Linked DNA regions of Mus musculus: region 1 is linked to region 2. The links are chromatin contacts, called in public Hi-C maps. All regions are on one chromosome and are shown on one strand. The core of a region is the stretch at or near the end of the contact, and the rest is flanking DNA. Distances in the headings are between cores, read along the strand shown.

The links. A called contact is a pair of places that touch in the nucleus more often than the background predicts.
Region 1: a contact with region 2 is called in a Hi-C map of rod photoreceptor, with 3 times the contacts expected there. The contact joins the promoter of Srpk2 here to the enhancer-like site in region 2. A contact is called at or near these places in 2 of 39 promoter capture datasets (the C10 cell line and the HPC-7 cell line), 1 of 484 Hi-C or Micro-C datasets (rod photoreceptor), 7 of 115 datasets of contacts at active chromatin or transcription factors (the HPC-7 cell line, the SCID.adh cell line, embryonic forebrain and 4 more) and 2 of 9 other capture datasets (adipose tissue and liver).

Annotation. Positions count from the first base shown.
Region 1 is chr5:23,671,869-23,678,552 of GRCm38.p6, forward strand. Srpk2 (serine/arginine-rich protein specific kinase 2) reads right to left here and starts at 4,099. Exons shown (of 16, transcript NM_001359173.1): 1 at 3,990-4,099; 2 at 3,852-3,906. The coding sequence starts at 4,005.
Region 2 is chr5:23,574,421-23,581,643 of GRCm38.p6, forward strand. All of the region lies in intron 2 of Srpk2 (serine/arginine-rich protein specific kinase 2), which reads right to left. Among named protein-coding and RNA genes, the nearest start is that of Srpk2, 98 kb to the right of the region's middle. Within about 2 kb of position 3,656, at least 38 of the 459 cell types and tissues checked have an H3K27ac peak or open chromatin away from gene starts, as enhancers often do. A contact at or near this core is called in embryonic forebrain, rod photoreceptor and stem cell-derived neural progenitor cells, where this site is marked.

The DNA of each region.
Region 1 (6,684 bases), core at 2,849-5,348, 98 kb after region 2:
ACTGGGCCACATAATGAGTTAAAGTAAGACCCTATCCCAAAAGACCCAGGGCACCTCCTGAAACCAACCCCACAACCCCAGGAACCCCTTTTCTTCAGTCAGCACCTTCAGCCAGGAGCCTCTGTGAGCTACCTGCCAGTTCTAATGACAGCTGGGAAGAACAGTTCTGCAGGTAGAAACTCTAACCAAGTGTCTAACGGAAAGTCACAAAAGGACCTCCAAACAGTCCAGGAAAGCCACCCTTAACTTCTGCCAAGCACTCTGTACAATCAGTGTTGTGAGGGATAGCTGAAAGTATCCACAAACTTTGCTAATACAGAGACTTGGCATTCATCCCATACCCTCCCACATTAAACTGGGCGTGGATTACAGTGAATTCTATTCCCTCGGTACCCACCAATCTCTTCAAGCCTTCTGCAGGTTTCCCAGGGAAGCTCGTGGCCACTAAGTCCCACTCCACTTAAAAGCTAGGAAACTCTTTTTGAATGTCAATCTGGCACACGTGTGCTCTCCAACTCCTTACGTGACCTCACCAGCCACCCCAACCTCACTAACTAACTGCAGGAGCACAGACATGCCATTGTGCAAGTGTCTCCATGGGCGGCGGCCAGCCACTCAGGCTCAAGCCCTGCCTTCTCTTGTAGTTATTACTGTTAATGCTTCTTCAAGTCTCAGCTAGAGCACTCTCCTGGTTTCCAGTGTACTTTTAGATTACAAGTTATAGTCATAATATGTAAAACATTATATGCACAACATATATCTAATACAGAACAATAAATCTACTGAAAATCTAGGGAAATATTTACACTGCTAGAAAATAACTTTATACTATAGAAAAGGACTGAGGACTTCCTTAGTAAGACTAGAAAATATGCAAATTGTGGCATACTTACTCAATGGAGGTCTATAAAGCAGTAAAAATGAGCAAGTTAATGGTACTTGTCCCATACAACATGGACAAGTCTGAAAATAAGTTGAGAGAGAAATCCCATACGTGTGTGCTTTATATGAAGTTCAAAACAAACAAAACTAATGTTTTGGTGGTGGTGGTGGTCGGGTTTTTTTTATTTTGGTTTGTTTGTTTGTTTTGCTGGGAGTGGGTGGGGGTGGGGAAGGTTCTAGCCAGGGTTTCTCTGTGTAAAAGCCCTGGCTGTTCTGGAACTCACTCTGTAGACCAGGCTGGCCTCAAACTCAGAGATCCTCCTGCCTCTGCCTCTTATGTGATGGGATTAAAGGCATGTGCCACCACAACTGGCCCCAAAAGAGAGGCCTACAGTATGGAGACTAAGGAAAAAGGACCTCAATTCTGAGACAAATTGGACTTTATAAACATACCCAGGAAGCTGAGTGCAATTCATAAAAGCCTACAGAAACAAATGAACTAAGATTAAAGAAAGCTCCGTTTGCATATAAGGAGGAAATTATGTTGAACATAGACCACACTGCATCAGGCCAGGCCCAGCCACATCACTCAAGCTTGCCAGTCACTACCACAGTTTAAAAGTAAGTCTCCTCCAGACTTAAAATGTCTCATCATCAGGACTCTTCAATGTAGATTTAAACAAGGCGGGTGATTCTAACCTGTCAGAGCTGTCTGTGAAATGAAGAAAACCTAAGACCCCAGCTTCCTCAAGTCCCTTCTCTCCAGTGCTAGTCCTTGAACCTAGAAAGCAGTTTTGCATTTATCATGTCTGATGACAGGCTAGCTCTGTCCTCACTCCCACCCCATCCCCACACGCAGACAACACCTTGTGCTGAAAGCTACAATTAAACCCAAGCATCCACTCAGACAGCTGCTAAATTTCCATGGTTCACCAAAAGAAAAACTTAGGGTTTTCATTAGTTAGAACCAGCACTACTTTTTAAGGTTTTCTTTTATGAATTTTGCCTACATGTATATATGTTTAATACATGTATGCAGCTGCCCATCAGACACCCTGGAACTGAGGATAGTGATGGTTGTGAACCATGATTTTGGTGCTAAGAACTAACCAGGTACCTCTGCAGGAGCAAGAAGCTCTTAACTACTGAGCCACGATAGCACTTTGAGGGGTGGGAGGGTGAAACAGGGTTTCTCTGTATAGCCCTGGCTGTCCTGGAACTAGCTCTATAGATCAGGCTGGCCTCAAAACTTACAGAAACTCTCCTGCCTCTGCCTCTCCAGTGTTGGAATTAAAGGTATGTACCATCACTGCCCCGGGGAAATAGAACTAGTTTTTAAAAAGCATAAACTATCAGAAGCCTACATTGAGTTTCAGCATTTTAAATATCCCATATCTGATATCTGAGCCAGGGAGATGGCTCAGGGTAACAGTGCTTATCACCATGCCTGACAATTGGAGTTCAATCCCACAGACCTACACATAACAGAGAATCAATCCTTTTCTCTTTCTTTCTTTCTTTCTTTTTCTTTTTTTTTTTTTTTCCTACAGACCCAGTATTCCCAGGTAGTCTCCCATCTGAATACTAACCAGGCTTGATCTTGTTCAGTTTCCGAAGCTATGGTCAGAGAATCAAACGCTGAAAGTTGTTCCTTGACTTCCACAGGTGTCAAGGCTCTTACACATCCAAACCCAAACACACACACAAAATAATAAAAATAAAAACCTTTTTTAATTTTCAATGTTTACCTTCCAATTTTCAAGTCTTTTTGCCTCCTAAAAATAGATTTCTTTCATATTTATATATCCACATCTTAGGAAATCCTATACATACAGTCAAGTTATATTCAATTTTGAATGAAGACAATCCTGCCAGTTTTCCTAGATGTCACCAAATGTGTGGGAAATCCCTGCTGGGCCAATACAAATTATAACCACCACCTAAGAGAGCAGAGGGTTATCCCACCCCTTGCAAAATAAAGATAGACAAATATTTCGTAATTTTATTAAAGGCGAATTCTGTCTTTCTCTATAGTACCAAAGACACCACACAAATTTCTTGCGCAAAAGGAACAGCGAAGCAAACAATGTGAGCAAAGATGTTGATAGCTGGTCCAGCAAACCCAGAGAGAGAGGAAAGAGAAACACGCGGCGGCGCTCTGACGCCTAGGAAAACCCAGCTCTCGGGGAAAGGCTTCTCCGACAGCAGCTGCCCAACTGGGCTGCAGGTCCAGGCTGGAGGTGGCTGGCGCTGGCACATTTGAAATATCATAGTCGGTGGATCCAGTCCGGAGCACCACGCGGGACCCGCCCGCGCACACACCCACAGCCCACTGCAGCAAGCGACCTGGGCGCAGCCGCAGCACGCAAGTAACGCTCGACCCGAGCAGAAAGTTTCGAATGAAAAACCCGAGCGCCGAAACGCACCGGTCCCGGAGCTGAACTCACGCCAGGAACAACGCCCGGAGCCAAACCACTTGACAAGCAGCTCGGGTTTTCAGCTGGCTGGCCCAGGCGGGACCGGGAGGTGGCAGAGGCGGCAGCGCACTGGCTCCCGCAGCCCAGGTGTCAGCCGCGCCGCCGCCTCCCTCCCGTGCCCACTATCCGACCCGTGCGGTACAGGCACTGGGGTGCGGATCAGGGATGTGGATAAGGGGCTCAGGATACGGATCAGGGACGCCGATCCGGGGCGCGGGATGAGGATCGGGGACGCGGGGCACGGGGCACGGGGCGCGGGGTCGAGTGCAGAGCCCGGGCGGCTCGCAGGCTGACGGGCCAGGTCGCGGCTCCGGAACCCGCGGCCGCGCGCCCCTCCCCCCACCCCTCCCCCGCCGGGGCACGTAGAGCCGGCGCCGCGTCCCGGGAGACCCACCGCCCGCGGCCCGGGGACCGGGAAGCTCTGCCTGCGCGGCCGCAAGCAACATTCAGCGAGGCGGGGCGGGGTCGGGACCAAGCGCCGCGCGGACTCACTTTTTCGGATGTTTCTCTCTTTTCGGCCTCCGCTTTCGGGCCTGAATGGCCAGCACTGGGGAGAGAGAAGACACATTAACGGTCGGGTTGGCCGCCTGCGTGCCGCGAGGCGGGGCGGGGGCCGCTCGCGCCGCTCACCTTTCCTGGAGCTCATTCCGACTCGGGGCAGCCAGGCGGGGGGCTCCGCGGCGGAGGCGGCGGCGACGCGACAGTCAGCCGCACCGGGATGCAGCCTCCACTCGCTCGCCGGCCGAGGAGGCGGGAACCGCGCCTGCGCCGCCGCGGCCTCTCCCGCGGGGGCCAATGAGACCCGCCCCCGCGGCCCCGCCCCGCAGCCCCGCCCCCTCCGCGCCCCCCTCCGCAGCTCTGGAGCACGGGGGTCCGGACCCCGGCCGCGCCCTTATCACTCGCTCGGCGGCCCACCTGTGCTGAAGGGCGGTTGCGCGCTCACGGTTCCCCGCGCCCACGGCCCCCTCGCCCACGGCCTCCCGCGCCCACGGCCTCCACCTCCTTGCTTTTACGGCCGCCGCAGGCCACCCGTTCCCGGGCACTAGGCCCAGCCGCCGACCCTTCCTCCCAGCCACCGCTCCGCACCCCGGCTGGTCGTGCCGCACGCCTCTCCATGCGCTCTTCCTTGGCCAGCGCCTTGGCGGGTCTCTCGCCACCTCTCTCAGGCGGCCTCCTCTATCCCTTTGCATCTCTACATCCTTGCATCCCTATGAGCGCCGCTTCCTCCTCTCCGGCGGGCGTGGAAAGGGCACAAGACCAAGAGCTGAGGAACCTGGGTCCTTGAGTGTCTGTGTGACCTTGGAGAAGTGATTTTCCTCTCTTTTCCTACTCCATTAGGCTGCGTGAGTTTAACGAAGGAAAGATGCACACAGCTTAAATGGAAAGTTTGTCACAGAAAGCCTAATTTTCTAAATACCATGAGATAAGAGCCTAAAACAGCAATCATGCCAAAAAGTGATTTTTTTTTTCTTCCTCCTATAATGGGGAAACTAAACCCTAAATAGGTCAAACAGTTCTACCAGCCTGTATTTCTATTCAGGCCTGGCTGGTTTCTCTTTCTGCCTTCCCAGGCTACCTGGTTTCTCTTTCTACCTTCCAAGGCTATCTAAGATGCAAATCACGCTGACTGACACGTAGTTACCACTTCAGTGTTCTCTTGTCTCTTTGAACAATTACAGTATCTTAAAGATACTGGTCCTGAACACTCAGTCCTTCATTGGTTACAATTGTATCGTTGAGTTACAACTGTATCACTGAGTCTTACTCTAAAGATGTCCCAACAAACAGGAAAGGCCGCTCCAAGTTTGAAAAGATTTTACTTTCTCCATTTTTTTTTTCAAAAAATCTGAAACATACAAGAAAAATGCAGTAATCGGCACTATTAACCCACATTCACTAGGTTTTTTTTAAACGTTTCTCCACAGTTGCTCTGTGTGTGTGTGTGTGTGTGTGTGTGTGTGTGTGTATGCATATGGTGTATTTTGCTGAGTCATTCAGTAGTTTGCAGACTGTTACCCTCCACCCCAAAAGATTTCAATACATATCTACTAAAAGCAAAGATTTTTTTTTTCTACATAATCAGAACGTTATCACTCTAAGAAAATCCAATAAAATATGTTTGGCGACATTTTTTTTCCAACCCAAGGTCATCCGTTACTGTTAGTGCCCATGTGTTTTTAAGTGTGTTTAGAATAATCCCTGGGTTGGGACTTTTTTTTTTTTTTTCTGATACTTTCCCTGAGTTCCAAGGCAGGCCTTGAATTTACAATGTAGCCAGTCTAAGTACACCTGCGTTGCAGGCCTCTTGCCTTACTTAGCTTCTCAAGTGCATGGAAGACAGGCATGCACCACTAACAGTGACTATTTTGAAGAATCTAGTTCTATTTTGCAGAATGTGCATCAGTTTTAATTTTGTTTGCCTAGTACTACAGTAAGGTTAGTAACTTAAGTGCGATGTATAGATGCATAGATGGTGTGTGACATCAAGATGTCAGTGTAGCCAGGCGTGGTGATGCAAGCCTTTAATCCCAGCACTTGGGAGGAAGAGGCAGGCAGATTTCTGAGTTTGAGGCCAGCCTGGTCTACAGAGTGAGTTCCAGGACTGCCAGGGCTACACAGAGAAACCCTGTCTCGAAAAATCTAAATAAATAAATAAATAAATAAATAAATAAATAAATAAATAAATAAATAAAACTTAAGAGGTAGAATGTTTACCAGAATGAAGTCATGGACCCTACCCAGGTTCACTTCCCAGATACCAGAAAAAGAAAACAGAAAAAAAAAAAAAAAACACAGATTATTGAGCATTCCGGAACTCTTGCATATTGGAAACATTAAAAGCTGTGTCAGCATCTAATGGAACTGCAAAATGGCATGTGGACATTCACTGAGGAAAAGCTGGTCAGTTCCTCAAAAACTAATCATAAAATTGCCAACGATTCCACCGATAGGTATATTTCCACAAACGTTAAAAACAGATGAATCTTTCCACAAGCCTGTGAAGCCAGCACAGGAGGCAAACAGAGACATGAGTTCAAGACTCGCCTGGGTTCTAAGCCAGCCAGTGTTGGGGATTTAATTTATGCTTACATGGAAATTCACACATCTGCTACAGGTCCTTGCCAACAGTTGATTATTTGACTGATCAATAAGGAGCCAACAGCCAATGGCCGGCAGGCAGATGAAGGCGGTACTTTGAGGATGCCCAAGAGGAAGCTGAGAGAAGCAGCAGAATCCCCAAGACTGGGAAGCAGAGAGGTCAGATTTAAGAGCCCCAGGGGCCACTCCCCTGATTGTGTCTGGGTTAACAGAGATAAAGTATAGA
Region 2 (7,223 bases), core at 2,406-4,905:
GTCGGTTGTTTAGGAGCTAGAGAAGCAATCCAGCAATTAAAGAGCATTGGCTGTTCTTTCAGAGGACCCCGGTTCAATTCCCAGAGCTACATGGTAGCTCAGAACAGCGAAGGGATCTAACACCCTCTTCTGGCCGCCAAGGACACTGCACACAAGTGGTACACACACATACATCCAGGTAGAACATCCATAGACATAAAACAATCATTTCTGGGCAATGGTGGTTCATGCTTTTAATCCCAGCACTCAGGAGGCAGAGGTAGGTGTATCTCAATGTTCAAACCGGGGCTATAAAGAGAAACCCTATCTCAAAAAACCAAAAGGATGGGGGTTTGTGTTGGGGGAGGGGGGGGAGGGGAGAACCTGCTGTGACTGTAAGTGACTGCTTCGTGCTGCTCAGGAACATGCACATATGCCACTTTAACAGAGCTTCAGCGAATTCCCATAAGCCTTAAACCTAAAGATACCTATAAATTCTAGTAAAATTACTTCAATGAATTTCAAATATAATTTATTTTCTATACTCTGAGAGAATTCAAAATGCACACAGGAAATAAATGAAATCCTAGAGTGCTGTAGACAATTTGTAGCCAGCAAACACGTCAACTGAATAAATTAAGGATGCAGTGCAGCGGTCATTCCTTCACCATCTCAGGTTCTCAAGAGTCACGTGTTCTCTGGTAGCAGTGTAATATGGGCAGAACAGAACATTTCTATAACCAAATTCTGGCATCCCCTGATATATTCAATAATATGATTAAGCTATAAGGATTTATAATACTCTTCTCTACGGTTTGTTTGAAATAACTTGAAGTTTTAAACTAGACAGTAAAATGGTAAATACAACCAGGATAGACAATTCCAGTACCTAAGTACCTTTGCCTCAGCAGGTCTTCTTACTGAGAGTCATCCTAGCGACAAACAATGACACTGAAGCATCACGATGTCACTCAACAGAAGAACAGCAGTGTGATACAACACTGGGAAGCCACACAACAAAACCGCCTAAAGGAATTAGGATTTACCATGCCTGGCTCATTTGTTTATCATAACAGTAATGGAGAGGCTGAGGCAGGAGGACTGCTGTAAGCTGGAGGCAAAACAAGAAATAGTGATACTCTGCCTCAAGAAAAGGGAAGGGGAGAAGGAGGAAGAGGAGGAAGGCAAGGAGGAGGAAGAACCAGGTGGTAAGGGGGCATGCCTATAATCCCAGCATCCACAAGCAGATCTCTGAGTTTGAGGCCAGCATGATCCACATGGTGAGTTCCAGGGCAGCCAGGACTATCCCGAGAAATCCTGTCTCAGACAAACAACAAACAAACAAACAAACAAAGATTTGGACAAATAATAATATTAAGATAACAGTTTCATTTACAATGACATTAAAACTAAAGTACTTAGATATAAACTTAAAGGAAGTTCAAAGCATAATATAAAAGCTATAAAACATTGCTGGAAAAAATACCGAAGACCTAAATAAGCAGAGGGCCACCTCATTTCTGGTCGGAGAACGAATACTGTTAAGAAGACAGCACGTCCCAACTAATCTGTGAATTCAATGTAATCTCTATGAAAATCCTAGCTGCCTTCTTTGCAGAAGTTGAGCCTCTGTGCTAGGCTTCATGTGGAAACACACTCCAGAAGAGCCCACAGAAGCGGGGAGAGCAAAGTGCCTGATCACTCACACTTTCCAATGTCAAAGCGTACAGCAAAGCAACAAGGGTCAGCACAAGCGCCACTGCACAGGAACGGATAATGGAGCGGTGCCGTCCAACTGCAAGCGCACACGTGTAATCTTATATAAGCTGATTTTTAACAAGGGTGCCAAGATCATCCATATAGGAAAAGAACAGTCTGTTCACAAATGGAGATCGGACAACTGCATACATACATGCATCGACGAGTAAAGCTGGATCCAAATACTCTGAACAAAGTCCTAAAGCTGTCAGCTTAGCTGTGACACTCCTAGGGAAAATGGTTTCCACTATTAACAGTGAGAAAAGTAAAAAGCAAGCCACAATAAAAAAGCACTCCATACCCACGAGAACAGAAATAATCATAAAGATAGGGACCTGTTGTAGGGGATATGCAAAAACAGGAACTGTCCAGCAGTTTCCCAAGAGGCTGGCCTGCTCCCATAAGCCTCAGTACCGGCGACTGATACAACCTCCAAAAGCAAAAGCACACGTCCACACAAAAGCTGCACATGAGTGCTCACAGGAGCAACCCATCCCATCCTGGTGTGAGGATGAAACCCACAGCCTCACACACGAAAAGCACGAGCATTCTCTACCATTGCACTGCAAGCCTAGCACTATTATTTATTGTGACCAGAAGAGCAAACAATCCAAATGTCAACAACCATGACAAACAGCCATGGTAAATACAATGATGGCAAGCAGATTAAATGGATTTGACAATATGAGGTGCTGATTACACTAACATCACACACCCCTCAGCAGAGCAGGGCAGGGGAGTCATATGTCCATAGGGAGCTCTTGGGGTGGGGTGGAGAGCATCTCAGATTTCACTCACTCATATTTGCCTAGAATAAATAAATCCACAGACAGAGGTAGATAAATCACTGCTGAAGGCTAAGATGGTGGGGAAACAGGTGATTTCTCCAAATAGCATTAACTTCAAGCAGAGAAACAGAATATGAATTTCTGACTTGCAAATGAGCATTGTTATTCCAACCGGAGAAGGTGACCACATAAGCAGCAGCAGGAAACATTTTCTAAGGAAGCAGCCCCTCATTCAAATGGGGAAGGGAGCAGGCTGGAGAATCACAGAATGAGCTCTCCCACCAACAGCCAACAAGGAAACTCAGAACACAATCTGGAGCTCTTTGAGTTACAGAGCAGGGGCCTCCCCATAAATCCCAAACCTCCTCTCTTGGAAAGTGTTTCTGTTTAATTTTACAGCTAACTGCTCAGTCTTGAAATCCTCAAATCAAGAAATTAATTTAGGATGCTAGGGTTGGGGACAATCCCAGGGACAAAGTAAAAACAAAGCTGCTTAGGAGAAATATACTACCACCTGGGACCAATGCTAAGTCCACAGTTAAGAGCAAACCAAAAACGTAAATAAATAATATGAGCATACAAAATCGTATATCAGATATTAGCATTACAAAACATGACGACAAAAACGTAGTTTCCAAAAACCCATGGATATCAGACTCTGCGGGTGCTCAATTCTCTTAGGTTAAGTGCTATGTTAGTTAGCTGCATGTAACCTGTGCATGTATTTCAAACCATCTCTAAGTAATTTATATATGTCTAATAAAATATAAATGCTATGCAAGTAGAAGTTATGCCATGAGGCCTGTACGTGCTCGGGAGACAGACCGTTTGCCTCCTATCTGAACAATTCCAATCCTCAGCAATTATGAAATCCACAGATAAGGATGATCCATAATTTTCATAAAAATAAAAGTAAATCAATGGGTTACTGAGGGACAAGGGCTGTAAAATATTAACTATCTAGACAACAAACGCAACTTGAAGGTGAATCTGAAGACACTAGTAGCGACACTGAGTCAGAAAATAAAACTACAAAAGAAAAGCAGAAGCCAGCATGGGGTTGGGGAGGACAGCTGTCATCCTAGCAGCTGGCAGGCAGAAGCACAAAGACCCATGCATTCAAGGCTGACTTGGGCTACATAGTGAAGTCTGTATCCTGCGCACAAATTAAATGAAATAGGAAAGACTGGGGCCTGGAGGAGAGGCCCAACCTCTGCTGATCATTTGGAGGCCTTTGAAGACAGAAAACAGAAGCCACGATGAGAAGTAAAGACAGCTGAGAAGTGGTCAGGAGTAAAGAACATGCTTTCTCAGATTCAAAAAGGACAAAACAGGCTATGATGTCAAAGTCCCCAACACAGTAACAGAAACAATGGCACAGGAGAGCATGCTTAGTGACCCTAGCATGCTCAGTGGACATCTGCCTAACATTCATATACATAGTGAAAATGTATTTTCAAAAAGATTAAAAAGCTAAATTTATTTTCCACAGACCCTCTTCTAAAGGAATACAAAATAGACTTCAAGAAAACAAGAAATGATCATGTCACAAGGTCTAAAGTCCAAGAAAGCATGCAATACCTGGCAGACTAGTGAATGGTAATCATGTCTGAATATGTGGAGTGTGTACCTTCAGGCCAGCAATGAACATACTATTTATAATAATGGTATTTTTAAAACCAGACACTTGCTGGGCATGGTGGTAATCGCCTTTAATCCTCGAGTTCAGGAGGCAGAGGCAGGTGGAGTTCTGTTCTGTGATCTTAAGGCCAACCTTATCTACCTAGCAAGTGCCAGGCTAATCAGTGTCTGCCTGCCTGTCTCTATGGGGTGGAGATGGGGAGAAGAGGGGAGGGAGGAGAGAGAGGTAGGAGAGCGATGGAGCCCTTTAGCACTATCCTATCCTAGTGTTTCACTGATTCAATCTTTACAGCAACTGTGACGCAACACAATTATTCACCCTATTTTCTATCTGAGCAATAATGAGATTGAGGAGGTGGTGAATAATGTGAAAGGGAAGGAACTGCGCTTGCCTTAAAACAGTTCGCCTGGAACTATTTCTAGGCCAGCAAACCCTGGGACAGAACATTAAGTGGCAGGTTGCTGGCACTAAGGCAGGAGGACCAAGAAACGTGCAGGAAGTACAGCAAGGGGGTGGTGAGAAGAACCACTGCAGTGCGTACACTCTCTGAACTTGGACTCTATCACATAGCATAACCCAGTCTACACTGCAGGAGAGTCTGAGGCAGGTGCCCCTGGAGCCATAGTAAACAGTATTAACAGACACAGACAACTACCAAAGCCAGGAGGTACAAGTTCCCTTTTCCAACTGGCCTTGTCTGCTTGTCTTTTTAACTTTAATATACTTTTTAAAAGATAACACAATGATGACTCAACAGTTGAAAATACTTGTTGCTTTTCCAGAGGTCCCAGGCAGGTGACAAGTGTCGATAAGTCCAGTTCCAGGGATGTGATGCTAACTTCTGGCCTCTGCAGGTACCAAGCATGCATGTAGGACATATACATACAATCCTCACACATAAAATAAATTCCTACAAAAGGGATAAATTGCAACTGTATAATGAAATCCTAATCAGCAATAATGAACATGAACTCAAAAGCCAAAGAAGCAAAGCACAACAATCTATATATCAGAAGATACCATTTTGAAGAATAAAGTTTCAGCAACAGACAGGGCACACACAAGAGGTTGCTAGGAACTAAGAAGTCAGAGCGATCTCTGACCACAAAATGTTTTCCCATGATTGTGGTTGCACTGGTTATTAAATTATGTACCTAAAAATACTAACCTTGTTATTTTTATGTAACCAGCAGGCCCACATAGCCATCAGTGGCTGCTTTCTGTGAGCTACTAAGAACATGTTTTCATCTTATTCCAACTAATTTAATTTAGCACAAATAAGAAGGGGGAGGAGGAGGAAGACGAGGAGGGTTTAAGCTATTCACAGTAATTAACATTTACACATGGGAAACTCAGTACTGACATTCACCCTAATTTTAGAGCATTTACTACCTTGCAAGAATAATAATTAACAGATGACGTCAACAAAACATTTAATGTTAGACTTCAAAAGACTATGGACATGGTCAAATACTCCAACACTCCAGGACCAATGGAAAGGGCGATCTATAAAGTGTGTTCCAGCCTAGATAGGGAGGTATAACAAGACCCTGTTACTTATACACAAACGCACAAATGCACACACACAACCGAAAGGAAACTTGCCTTAGGTGGCACAGAAGTTAGAAACATAAGGTTTCTGAGAATGGTACCCACTAAACCAAACCCAGTAAATTTCTCTTACATCAGAATGCAGGCATTCTGTGTGAGCACCAATATGTCTGACAATTGAAGGACCCCCTAAGAGTATCCAAACTGTGAACTTGACAAAGACCTCCTCCTTCTAAGCATCGCATCAGCACATGTCAGATAAACTGCTGACGCTGGCTATGTCAGAACTGTGCTGTTCTCTCCTGGAGTGTCACGGATCCTGGTATTCTCCCCTCCTAGTCCAGATTCTACTTGATTACCACACTATAGAAAGAAAGAGTCTTCAGTTATTTGTTCAGGAAAGATTTACACAGCTCAAGCTATACAGCTAAACTGAGTAACTCTTCTGTATGCAACCAAGAAGTGAACATGTTAACTGTAATAAATAAATATTAAAATAAAGCAAAAAGTGTTTAATAAATTCTTTTTTTTTTCATTCTTAATCAGAGCGGGGGTGGTTGGGGTAACACCCCAATCTGAGGGTCACCAAAGAGGCCAGAGATTCCCCTGAATCTAGAGTTACAGATAGATTTAAGCTACCTGACATGATTGGTGGGAACTAAACACGGGTCCTCTAAGACAGCAATTGCTTAGCCATCTCTTCAGTCACACACATTCCTTAATTATCACGCAACCCCATCATCCAGTTTCTAGAGCTTGTTATAAGGTCTATGTTAATAATAAAATATGGGGGGGGGGCTGGAGAGATGGCTCAGCAGTTAAGAGCACTGACTGCTCTTCTGAAGGTCCTGAGTTCAAATCCCAGAAACCATATGGTGGCTCACAACCATCTGTAATGAGATCTGGCGCCCTCTTCTGGTGTGTCTGAAGACAGCTACAGTGTACTTACATATAATAAATAAATAAATATTTGGGCCAGAGTGAGCGGGGCTGGCACAAGCAGAGGTTCTGAGCTCAATTCCCAGCAACCACATGATAGCTCACAACCATCTGCACAGCTACAGTGTACTCATATATATATATATATAATAAATAAATAAATCTTTAAAATAATAAAAGATGGTAAGAAGGAGAATACTCACTTGCTTGTTAAGAAAGAATATAGAGTTGAAAGAAGACAAGAAGGAACAAGGTATCCACAGCCTCACTAAGAAAACATCTACTCAGGAGGGACTACGTCCATGAGCATATATGGCAGCAGAAGGGCTCCATATACTTTTATTGCTGATATACTACATGCCACAGGAGTAGAAGCAAAAACTGTTAGAAAGGTTAGGATCATGTTTTGACATCCAAATAATGAATCTTAGATTCACCTGGATAGGAAATAAAATGCAACAACATTAATTCACTTTGAACGTAGTTCACAACAGGCCTAATTAGGATTGTCCACCACAATCTGCAAAGAGCAAAGCCAGGGAGAGTCTGGCTCAATAGGTCTGGAA